Linked DNA regions of Sus scrofa: region 1 is linked to region 2. Evidence: chromatin contacts called from public Hi-C data. All regions are on one chromosome and are shown on one strand. The core of a region is the stretch at or near the end of the contact, and the rest is flanking DNA. Distances in the headings are between cores, read along the strand shown.

Region 1 (6,118 bases), core at 915-3,414, 110 kb after region 2:
AAAGACTTTTTGTACTGTAATTTTTTTTCATGCTTTAACTTAGGCATGGAAGTCCTCATGGAAACATACAAGCCAGCTTATCAGCCTACCCCAGGGATTTGCAATTAGAAAAGAAAAAAAAAATCTAAATTGTATATTATAGGAGTTCCCTAGTGGCTTAGTGGGTTAAAGATCTGTTGTTGTCAGTGCTGTAGCTCAGGTTCAGTCCCTGGTCTGGGAACTTCCACATGCCTCAGGTGCAGCCAAAAAAAAAAAAATTCTTCTTAAGTAAAAAAATGTATTACACGAGTTCCCATTGTGGCTCAGCGGGTTAAGAATCTGACTAGTATCCATGAGGTTGTGGGTTTGATCCCTGGCCTCACTCAGTGGGTTAAAAGATCCAGGGTGGCATCAAGCTGCGGTGTAGGTCACAGGTGCCTGGCATTGCTGTGGATGTAGCACAGGATGGTACCTGCAGCTCCAATTTGACCCCTAGCCTGGGAACTTCCATATGACAAGGGTGCGACCCTCAAAAGATAAATAAAAAATAAAAAGTATTACATATATTGCAATTGAAGACAAAACCAAGGCAACAAATGGAATTATATTCCTCCTTACCAACTACAAAGAGTTTTGGTTTTGAACCTGTTTTTAGGTAGAGTGTCTTAAATTTAGATCTGTTTTAACACTGAACACTCAAGGAAGAGGAAGCTAATATGAAACAAGAGTGGGTAAAGAGAAGGGGGGAGGTAGTGGGACAGACTGGGAGTTTGGGGTTAGCAGATGGAAATTATTACATTTAGAATGGATAAGCAACAAGGTCCTACTGTACAGCGCAGGGAAGTATATCCAATCTCCTGGGATAGACCGTGATGGAAAATAACATAAAGAATGTATATGTATGTATGACTGAGTCACTTTGCTGTACAGCAGTAACAGGCACAACATTGTCAATCAACTACACTTTAGGAAAAAAATAAAAAAAACTGTGCACGGGGCAAAGCAGCAAGTCGCAGAGCAGCAAACACTTCTTAAAATTGATTTTTTTTAAATCTCTTTCCACTGAATTCCCCAAACTCCCTCCTTGTACTCTTGGATCAGTAAGGCTTAAATCTAAGCAGATCACATTCACAACCCTCAACAAGGTAAAAAGTCACATATCCAAAAGAATGACAAATCCAACTGCTCATTAGGGTGATATCTGTATATATACATATGCCTGAAAGTAGTATGGATATCATGAAGATAGGCTACAAATGTTTCCTATAGTATCTACCACTAGCTCAATTCCTCAACTCATTTTTCTCTCAATTTCTATGAGAGAAATCATAATTTCTATCAATAAATCAATTTCTAAGAATAAATACTCTGAGTGAATTAACTGTCTTTGCCTTGGCCCTGAAGGGGCATGAAAAGCTTTCTCCAGCCCACTCACTTTCACCCTCAAAGCACTCCTGGATTCCAGATCCCCCCAAAACTACCTATATCCCTTCTCCCTTTGCCATCTCCCCCGATCATAAGTGAACTTGACCTTCAGTTTCTGTCTCTTCTTCCCCTTCCAATTCGTTTATCCCAAACCTCTTTTTGTCCCCTTAGCCTGCGGGGGAGACTTTGTAGAACCCAAAGACCTCAAGAGCGTACTCAGACTGAGGGGCATTTGGTTAAACAACACTCCCTCTCGAATATGCACTCAATAAAGCTACATCTAAACCAAAGCATGCCCCCCACCCCATTAATCATCTGCTCACAGTCCTCCCGCCCAACCACTCCCCCCACGGCCTTTTCTCTTCCTACCGGATTCTCAACTTTAAGCTCCACTTCTGCTTCCCACTTGGGTGGATGCAACTTCAGGCCATTTATTTACTCCACTCCTGAATTTCTCCACTCACCTCCCCCGTCGCCACCTCGCTTCCCACCCGACAGCTACGACCATCAACAGCCAGCAACCCAGGCCTCCTAGCCCTCGCGCACCGACTCCCCTTCCCCGAGATCTCCGCGACACTTGTCGCGCCCGGCCTCGGAGCGCTCACCTTCGTCCTCCGCCATCGTCTCAGCGGAGGCCGGGGAGTACCCCCTGCTCCAGCGCGGCCCGGAGTCTCCCACCCTCTGCACTACAGAACCTCTTGGCCGCTCCAGGGCCGCTCCTGGCCGCCGCGCCCCCACTTCCTGACCCGCCCCCCTCCGGTGTCACCGCCAATCCTGTCCCCCACGAGGGCCCTGGAACCAAAGTGCCGGGAGTGGAGAGCGGCCGGAGCGTTTCGCTGGAGCGCCAGGGCCTGCGCGGGCAGGAAGGCGGCTCCTCGCCGGTGGCACCGCCCACTGCTGGCACTCAGGGCACGCCCCCTCCCCCGCCCTCCTCCCGCCCGGGGTGAGTCCCAGGGTCCTGATGCAGCCATTCCCTTTGCTGTCCTCAACCAAAGATGCGACCCCGACTGGGTTTTCGGGGGCTTTTGCAGTTGGACCCAGAAGGGCAAAGAATATCTAGATCCAGCCCCCAGACTCGCCCCATTTTACAGAGAGGAAACTGAGATCCGGCAAGTGTAAGTCATAAAGCCAGTCGGAGTCAGAACTGGAACTGAGGGCTTCTGCATCCTAAGGGTGTTTTCAGAGAGCGGGAAAACACTCTAGGTTGGCACATTGGCCACTTGACCGTTGCAAGAAAGAAGCTTGTGCTTGGAACTTAGTGTATTTAACCACCAAAACTGGTTAAACAAATTCATTTGCATTTTATGATATTACTTTAAAAACAGTAGTGCTATGGCCAGTGCGGAGGACGGGCTGCGTTTAGATATTCCACAGCAATGGAACACAGTTTTAACTTGTTACACTGTTTGTCTTCATTTTTATTATTTCTAGCATTCTCCATATATGGCAGGACCTTCCGCCACCAACAGTACTAAAAAGTAAATTTAGGAACTTACAAAATGCCTGTTTTTAGAAGGAGAGGAAAAAAGCACAGGAACTCACCTATGTCATGGGGTTATTGTGGATGTCCCATTCTCAGCAGGCAGCAAGAATCTTCTTCCTAATAACACCTTGATCAAGTTAAGATATTTTGGGAGAAGCTCTCAATTTTCACTGCTGTGCAAAAACAGTTCCAGGAACCCTTTTTATGCTTTTAGTTGCCTGTAAATATTTCTTGCCTGCCAAACATAGAGGAGTTAGAAATATGGTGGAGGGTACCAGTTGCCCAGAAAAGGCCTGCTGATATCGATGATCAGATGATAAGCAGGCAGAATTCCCCCTCATGAGGGAACAATACAGTGGCCGCTAAGGGACACTCTACCAAGTCAAGGGTCTCTCTCTGCCTCTTTTTTTTTTTTTTTTTTTTGTCTTTAGGGCTGTACCCTGACAGCATATGGAGGTTCCCAGGCTAGGGGTCAAATTGGAGCTGTATCTGCTGACCTACACCAAAGCTCACGGCAACACCGTATCCTTAACCCACTGAGTGAGGCCAGAGATGGAACCTGCCTCCTTATGGATACTAGTCAGATTCCTTTCCGCTGCGCCACGACAGGTACTCCAAGTCAAGGGTCTTAAGAAATGATGATTCCTTCTGTAATTCCTTCATGATCACCTGAAGAACTTAAATGTAAATGTGCCTGCTCTATACAGTAGTGAATAGAGAGAAAAAATAGCAAAGGAGTTCCCTGGTGGCCAAGTGGTTAAGAATCTAGCACTGTCACTGCTGTTGCTCAGATTACTGCTGTGATGTGGGGTCCATCTCTGACCTGGGAACTTCTGAATGCCCATGGGTGTGACCAAAAAAAAAAAAAAAATCAAATGGAAATATGATAGAAGAGAGATAATTATTCAGTCTTTTGATAGAAATCAGTGGTATCATGTTGTGTTCCCTAGTAGAAACATTATTCCCTTGAACCCTAAAACCTCCACATGAGGATAATGAGAATGCATACTTTATCCCTGAATCCACGTAATTTTGTTAGGAAAACAAACTTTTTTCATTCAAAATATTAACTACAGGGTGTTCTCTTGTGGTGCAGTAGATTAAGGATCCAGAGTTTTTACTGCAGAGGCCTGGGTTCACTTCTGTGATGTAGGCTGAATCCGTGGCCCAGGAACTTACACGTGCCTCAAGTGTGCCTGAAAAAAACATAAAGGTTTAAAATAAGGTAATGGAAATAAAAATGTTCAAAGTGAATGGATTCAAAACGTGCTGAAGTAAAATTTACAGAGCCTAATGACAAACTGGGTGTAATACATGGTGAGTTGAAAATGATTCCTGGAGTTCCTATCGTGGCTCAGCAGAAACAAACCTGGCTAATGTCCATGAGGACGCAGGTGTGATCCCTGGCCTTGCTCAGTGGGTTAAGGATCCAGAGTTGCCGTGATCTGTGGTGTGGATTGCAGGCATGGCTCGGATCCCACATTGCTGTGGCTGTGGTGTGGGCCAGCAGCTACAGCTTCGATTCAGCCCCTAGCCTGGGAACCTCCACGTGCCGCAGATGCGGCCCTAAAAGGACAAAAGACCAAAAAAAAAAAAAAAAAAAAAAGAAAGAAAGAAAGAAAGAAAAAGAAAAAAAAAAAAGGAATTCTGTAGCTCCAAAGGAGAATGTGGAAGTAAATGAGTGAGTTTGCCCAGAGAATAGATAGAGAAGGTGGCTGAGGATGAAACCATGGAGAGAGTGTCAAGTAAGGAAAAATGAATCATGCACAGAAAGCCTGAGGACCACTCAGAAGGAGCTGACAATTCCACATTGATTTTTTTTTTTTAATGTTTCTGGTGTTTACTATCATATGGGTTTCAGTTATAAAACGCTGGCTCAAATTCCAGGGTGTAATCAGCAGCTTTGTTACTCATTTATCAACATTCACTTTTAGAACAGCAACAATATGTAGCTACTGAATAATTCAGCTGAATTAACTGCATGCTGGCAATAAAGTAAAAAGGCAGACCAAAGGAACACAAGGAAGCCCCACTCTGTAACTTTGTAACAAAGGACTATATTTGTGCAAGGCTAGGAAAGGAGCCAGAGCAGAAGCAACTGAGAGCACTAATCCCATTAACAGGGCCTCCAGATCCTGCTTTATCTTCTACATCCATCTTTATCTTCTACATGGTTGCTTTCTGTGCAACCATGACAGGTCTATAAAATAGTAACAGTTGTACCTATTGTAATAGGTTGTTTTGAAGATTCATTTAACCAATAAAATGCTTTTTAATGTTGAGCATATATATTCTATGTATTCTTGGGTGGTGGTATTGTTGTAACTTATGGTTCACTCTTCCAAGGTAATAATTACCAGCTTCAGTTTTGGCCTGAAATGCTCCACCACCTTCTGCAGAAAGGAATTGAGGGGAAGTACATTGAAGTAAGGACATTTGCCCTTTTTTCCCTTCTGCTTTTTAGGGCTGCAGGTCTGGCATATGGAAGTTCCTTGGCTAGGGGGGTTGGATTGGAGCTACAGTTGTTGGCCTACACCACAGTCAGCCATGCCAGATCTGAGCCACATCAGTGACCTACACCACAGCTCATGACAATGCTGGATCATTAACCCACTGAGTTGGGGTCAGAGGTTGAACCTGAGTCCTCATGGATATTAGTTGTGTTCTTAACCCACTGAGCCACAAGGAGAACTCCCTATTTATTTTTTATTTTTTATGGCTGAACCCAAGCCCTGGTAGCAACACCGGATGTTTTAACCCACTGTGCTGGCCAGGAATGTAACCTGTGCCTCCACAGCAAGTGGAGCTGCTGCAGTCAGGTTCTTAATCCATTGCACCACAGCAGGAACTCCCAGAAGTTTATATTGCGGCCAGGCTACATGACATAAAATTAAGCATTTCTTTTTGAAAGCCTGAGCCTTACCCCACTGAGCGAGGCCAGGAATCAAATCTGCATCCTCATGGATATCGGTCAGGTTGGTTTCCACTGAACCACAATGGGTACCCCAGGATGTTTGCCCTTTAGCTTAGGTCTAAGCTAGGGACAAGTCAAGCAGTTTCTAAACCTTTCATCCCTAGGCCCATACCTTGGGATATGGGCCTTCAAGATTTCATTTAACACGAAAGGAGGCAGCAAAAGGTAGAAAACAATTTTTTGGTCTGTGTGTGTATGTGTGTGTGTGTGTGTTACTGTTATTTTCTATTTGGCTTATTTTTTTAAATTATTCAATG
Region 2 (5,916 bases), core at 1,488-3,987:
ACAGAACTAAACCAAGGAATCTAAATAGTACTCAAAATAAATTCATTTAAACCTGTTTACCTTTTCTCTAAGATGTCTAAGTCCCACTTCAAATGTGCAGCAACTTTGAGAGCTAGTAGCTTTAAAATACGATTTCTCTTGTTATCAGGTGGAGGTTGAACTTGGTTTTGTTCATTAACTGAAGGTTTGGAAGCCTGTTCCAAAAACTGGACTATAAGTTGAACTGGTGCAGGATCTAGGATTTAAAAGAAAACACTTCATAAATTTCAGTTCTAATTATGAAGTTGCAAAAGGATTCTTGGTATTGGTTTTTGGCCACAAAAGGAATCCAAACAGGCCAACTGACACATGACAAGATGCTCAACAAATTACTACTAGTAAAATGCAAATCAAAACTACAATGAGGTATCACCTCATACCAGTCACAATGGTCGTCACCAAAAAAGTCTACAAATAAAGAATGCTGGAGAGGGGGTGGAGAAAAGGGAAGCCTCCTACACTGTTGTGTGAATGTAAACTGGTGCAACCACTATGAAAAACAGTACAGCGGTGCCTTTAAAAACTAAAAATAGAGTTACCATATAAAACCTGGCAATCCCACTCCTGGGGATATATCTGGGAAAGAGGAAAACTCCAATTCCAGAAGATACAAGATATATCCCCCCAATGTTCACAGCAGCATTATGTACAATAGCCAAGACATGGAAGGAACCTAAATGTCTGTCAAAGTGGAATCTAAAAAAATGATACAAATGAATTTATTTACAAAACAGAAAGACTCACAGACATTGAGAATAAACTTATGGTTACCAAAGGGGAAAGGGGGGGATAAGTCAGGAATTCAGAATTAACAGACACACACTACTATATATAAAGTAGATAAACAAGGGGCTACTATGTAGCACAGGGAACTATTATATTCAATATCTTGCAATAACCTATAATGGAAAAGAATCTGAAAAAGAATATATATGTACAAATAAATCACTTTACTGTATACCTGAAACACTGTAAATCAACTACACTTCAATTTAAAAAAACACAAACATTGTGCAGCTACGACATCTAAGGATTATGGTTTATAAGAAGGGTGCCTGGGGATTCAAGTGAAACATCAGGAACGGTGTAAGGAGGAAAGGTAACAGATCCCTGCAGAATAAAGCACTTTTAAGGAAGACGACAATGGCTATAGATTTCCAGTTCAACAAATAACCAATGTCAATTAAAGGAAAGAGATGCCATTGTTAGAACTGTTAACTAATTAGTGAGACCTGCCTCAAGTTACCTCTACAAACCCATTTATCTCCATGCAAAATAGAGGATAACACCACCTACCTCACAGGATAACACCTGGCTCAGTGGCTAATGACCTGACTAGCATCCATGAGGACACGGTTCAATCCCTGGCCTTGCTCAGTGGGTTAAGGATCAGACGTTGCCCTGAGCTGTGGTGTAGATGGCAGACTTGGTTCAGATCCTGCATTGCTGTGGCATAGGCCAGCAGCTGGAACTCCGATTTGACCCTTAGCCTGGGAACCTCCATATGCTGCGGGTATGGCCCTAAAAAGACAAAAGACAGAAAAAAAGAAATAACATATGTGAAGCATTAAGACTAATGCCTGACATCCAGAAACACTCAACAAACGTTAGTCAAAAGCAACCAATTCAAAGAACACAATATAATATAGGCGGTAAAACTGCCCAAGTGAAGTACAGTAGTCTCCACCAGTTAAGACCAGGCTATTAGACTGAACAAGCCACATCTGAATTCAAATTTCATCAGCAAAATATCATCCAGGAGCTTACCTTCTCATGCTGGTACCTCTTTCCAGAAATGCCTGGCGTTTTCCACCTTCCCTAACAGCACTCATTAACTGGGATATTAATCATGATCATCATTATACAATAACCATCTTGTAAAGTAAAGCAGTTCCTGCTTTCAAAGATTTCTTCGTTTTTGATTCAGAGACCAAATTTGAAATACATATATACACATGTAATATAAATTATATATTAATTATATTTAACATAAATTATATATTAATAATAGTTAACTATATATCCTGGCATCAGGGTCTGACCCAAAATAGCTGATTTCTCTCCATCTCCCCAAATTGTCCCGGGTTCTGTCAAGAGCCAGCCTTCCTAACCCAAGTAACTTTCACTATACCATCTGGCAGGTGACTTAAAAAAAAAAAACCCAAACAGTAAAAGGGGATGCGGAAGGGCCTTTGGGTTGCCCTTTTCATTGGCCTCCCACTTCGATGCCCCCGCACTAGAATGTTTAATGCTTAGCTAAGCGGGCCGCGCCAAAGCTCCGCTCTGGTCCCCGCCTCCCGGGTCACAGGTTCGTGGCCGAGAAGGCGCGGGGTGGTGAGAGCCGCACGGACAGCGCCGGTGGCCGGGTCTCGCTCCCTTCGGGCTGCCGGCGCCGCGCTTACCCGGGCAGGGCTTGCGCAGATGTTTCTCCAGCAGCGACTCCTCCAGCAAGAACTCGAACCAGCACGTTTGCGGCGGGGTGCAGGGCCGGCTGGAGGTGGCCGCCTCCCGGTCCGCCGCCTCCGCGCTCATCCTGCCCCCGCCGCCGCTACCCCCAGGGACGCTTCCTGGCTCCAACCTGACACTCGGACGCGGGCCCGGGCCTGTGATCTGCGGAACCGCGGGGTGTGAGGAACACTCGGAACTTCCCAGAAACCCACACAATCCAAAATGGCGGCACAGCCCAGCCGTAGCTGGGACTCCGGGATCCGCCTTCCGGCGCCACAGCCGCGCCTCCAGGCCAATCCTTGTTCGAGTTGAAGAAAGAGGGCGGTACCTGTCCCCAGACCACGCCTCCTTCCGGTTGCTATGGGAGATGGTTTGAGAATAAGTTGGGTCGCAGGTTGGGTTTTCCCGGTACCCTGGGAGATTCTCAGCGAGAGAAACGAACAGCCTTATTAATAGGCCTCTCAGCGTCTGAGGAAAAGGCAGTGAGCACTGCAGGTTGAAACTGTGATCTATGCAAAGTTTGTTTTCGGTGCTTTCAATTTTCCCATTTCCATTGCTAAGATTTCCTCCCACTTAGGTCCTCTCAACAGATGTGCCCTATTGGTCTTGGCCAACAGCGTTCCCACCCCCTTTCTCGGACAGCTGACGGACCCCCGAGATCCAGCTTTTCTGCTGTTTCTCAGGACTAGCACTCAATATTTAACGCCTAATTTTCTTGATATCTCAGCTAGAGATATTGTTTTAACCCCATTTTTCATATACCCCCATTCTGTAATGCGCTTTTTATTAACAAAGGTTTTTTTTAAAAAGTGAATTCATAGACTATATACACGATCTATATTAGTGCAAATTATAGCCTCTCGGAACCTTAATTATAATAGTGCCTAATCTTAGGGTTGAGAAAAGAATTTAAGGAAGAACTTGATAATACAGGTAATCTTTTTAAACAAGGCCTCATGTCTAGAAACATGGGCAGATGTTAGCTAATATATAGTGCTTTTTTCATATACATGATTCTTGTTTTCTCCTGTAAACAACCTCATAATACGTCTTTTAACCAGTGAAGACACTAAGGTTCCAGGTTCGATCATTTGTCCAAAGTTTCCCAACAAACAAGGGACTAAGTTGAGCCTTTGATGGTCTTTCCACTGCACTTACTCAGGCCGATAACACTGGATAGAGAAGATAAGTTCAATGGCTTCCAGAATGAAAAAGTAAAGCTTTGAAGTTCTAGGAAAAATAAGTGGAAGTAGCTCCTCCATAAGTGGAAGTAGATCAGTGCTTCAATGGCAACCATTGTCTTATTCTCTTCCTGCACAATACTCTTTCTAGAGTTTGCCCTGCCTCTTTCATTCTGATGTTCCCCAGAGTCCTGTTCTCAGTCCTTTTCTCACTGTAAAAACCATCCTTGGGTCACTCTTCTGACTCATGAAACTCTGTCCTAGACTCTAAAGAACACAGTTTGGAAACCATGTATTAGACTAGTAAAATCATGAGGACCTAAATTAATAAAACATCAACAGGAAGATTACATAGTTACTTTCATGGAAAATTTGGCTTGTTTTATACACCCACTAGTTGGGCATAAAAAGCTTAAGGGAAAATGAATGGCTCTTATGTTTCTAACGCCAGTGACAGGGTGAATGGTCTATGTCTCCATCGTCTGTCAGTACAGGGAAGAGCTAGGGGGCAGGTTTGAAATTCAGGTTGGAAATGTTGACTGTGCACACCCTGTGAGGTGTTGAAATGGAAATGTCCAGTGGGCACTGAGCGTTATAACAGGCATGATTAGTGTACCTAAAAATAATAGTTAATATTTACTAGCAAATGCTCATTGTAAATTCACTATCTATGGGCACTGAGTTAAGCACTTTATGCATTGCCTTAATTAGTTCAGATTGCTATAATAAAGCACCATAGACTGGATGGCTTCTAAACAACAAATTTAGGAGTTTCCGTCATGGCGCAGTGGTTAACAAATCCGACCAGGAACCATGAGGTTGTAGGTTCGATCTCTGGCCTTGCCAGTGGGTTAAGGGTCCGGCATTGCCATGAGCTATGGTGTGGGTTGCAGACGTGACTTGGATCCCACGTTGCTGTGGTGTAGGCCGATGGCTGCAGCTCTGATTCAGCCCCTAGCCTGGGAACCTCCATATGCCATGGGAGCAGCTCAAGAAAAGGCAAAAAGACAAAAAAAAAAAAAGAACAACAAATTTATTTCTCATAGTTTTGAAAGCTAGAGGTCCAAGATCATGGTGACAACATGGTTGAGCTGTAATAAGAACATGCTTCTGGAGTACAGACTGTCAAGTATCCTCACTTGGCCAATAGCAGAAAGGGAACAAGTTCTCTCATAAGGGCACTAATCCCTTTTAGGAGGCCTCCACCCCTTATGACCTCATCTAATCCTAATTACTTCCCAAAGGCCCCACCTCCTAAGACCATCATGTTGGGTGATAGAGTTTCAACAGGGAATTTGGGGCAGGGGTGGGAGCAGGGGGACACAAACATTCAATCCATAACATATGCATTATCTCATTCAAATTCTAAGGAGTAGGTTTCTTTATTATCTTCATTCTCAGATGATAAAATAGGCACAGAAAGACCTTTAAAACTTTCCCAAAGTCACACTTCTATTAAGTGCCAGATGCTAAATATGGGCTTAAGCAGCATGGCTTCAGAACCTGAAATCTTACTCCATGCATTATATGCCTCTCTGAAAAGACAGCAAAAAAATTGGGCTGAGGTCAGAAAAATGCAACTAGTATCTACAGAAGATATCTGAATCCCAAATAAACTTTGAAAAAAAATATGCAAGCTCAGCTAATTGGTGCACACCGGCGGGGGGGGGGGGGGTCATGGTTATGAATGATCAATGAAATGCAAATTAAAACAACAATGGGGTGTTCCCGAGTGGCTTAGCAGTTAAGAAACCTGAATCCAACTAGTATCCATGATGACAAGTGTTTGAGGGTTCTAGCCCTGGCCTTACTCAGTGGGTTAAGGATCCAGGGTTGCCATGAGCTGGATCAGGTATTGCTGAGGCTGTGGCATAGGCCGGCAGCTATAGCTCTAATTCAACCTCTAGCCTGGGAACCTCTATGTGCTGCGAGTACAGCTCTAAAAAGACAAAACAGAAAAAAAAGAAAAAGAAAAAGTATGTGTCACCCATCAGATTGAAATATTAAGTGTTTTCCAAGAATTACAGGGCAATGGAAACCTATATGGAAAAATGGGGACCTTTTATATTCATACAAAGATAACATACTTCCAAAAGCAGCAATTCTACATGTAGATTTATATCTGGAGGATTCAAACATCTCAAAGAAATAAACTAGATCTACATTTAGGAAAAACAAATATCTCTTGTTTAATAAAGTCCAATCTTTAAGGAGTCAATCCTTAAATTCCTTTAAGGAATTTTGCCTA

Evidence for each region. A called contact is a pair of places that touch in the nucleus more often than the background predicts.
Region 1: a Hi-C map of skeletal muscle shows a contact between it and region 2, with 8 times the contacts expected there. The contact joins the promoter of DPY19L4 here to the promoter of INTS8 in region 2. A contact is called at or near these places in 3 of 47 Hi-C or Micro-C datasets (heart right ventricle, liver and skeletal muscle).

What each region holds. Positions count from the first base shown.
Region 1 is chr4:41,983,655-41,989,772 of Sscrofa11.1, forward strand. DPY19L4 (probable C-mannosyltransferase DPY19L4) reads right to left here and starts at 2,165. Exons shown (of 19, transcript XR_002343212.1): 1 at 2,010-2,165.
Region 2 is chr4:41,876,120-41,882,035 of Sscrofa11.1, forward strand. It overlaps INTS8 (integrator complex subunit 8), which reads right to left and starts at 2,738. Exons shown (of 28, transcript XM_003125559.5): 1 at 2,442-2,738; 2 at 61-235. The coding sequence starts at 2,571.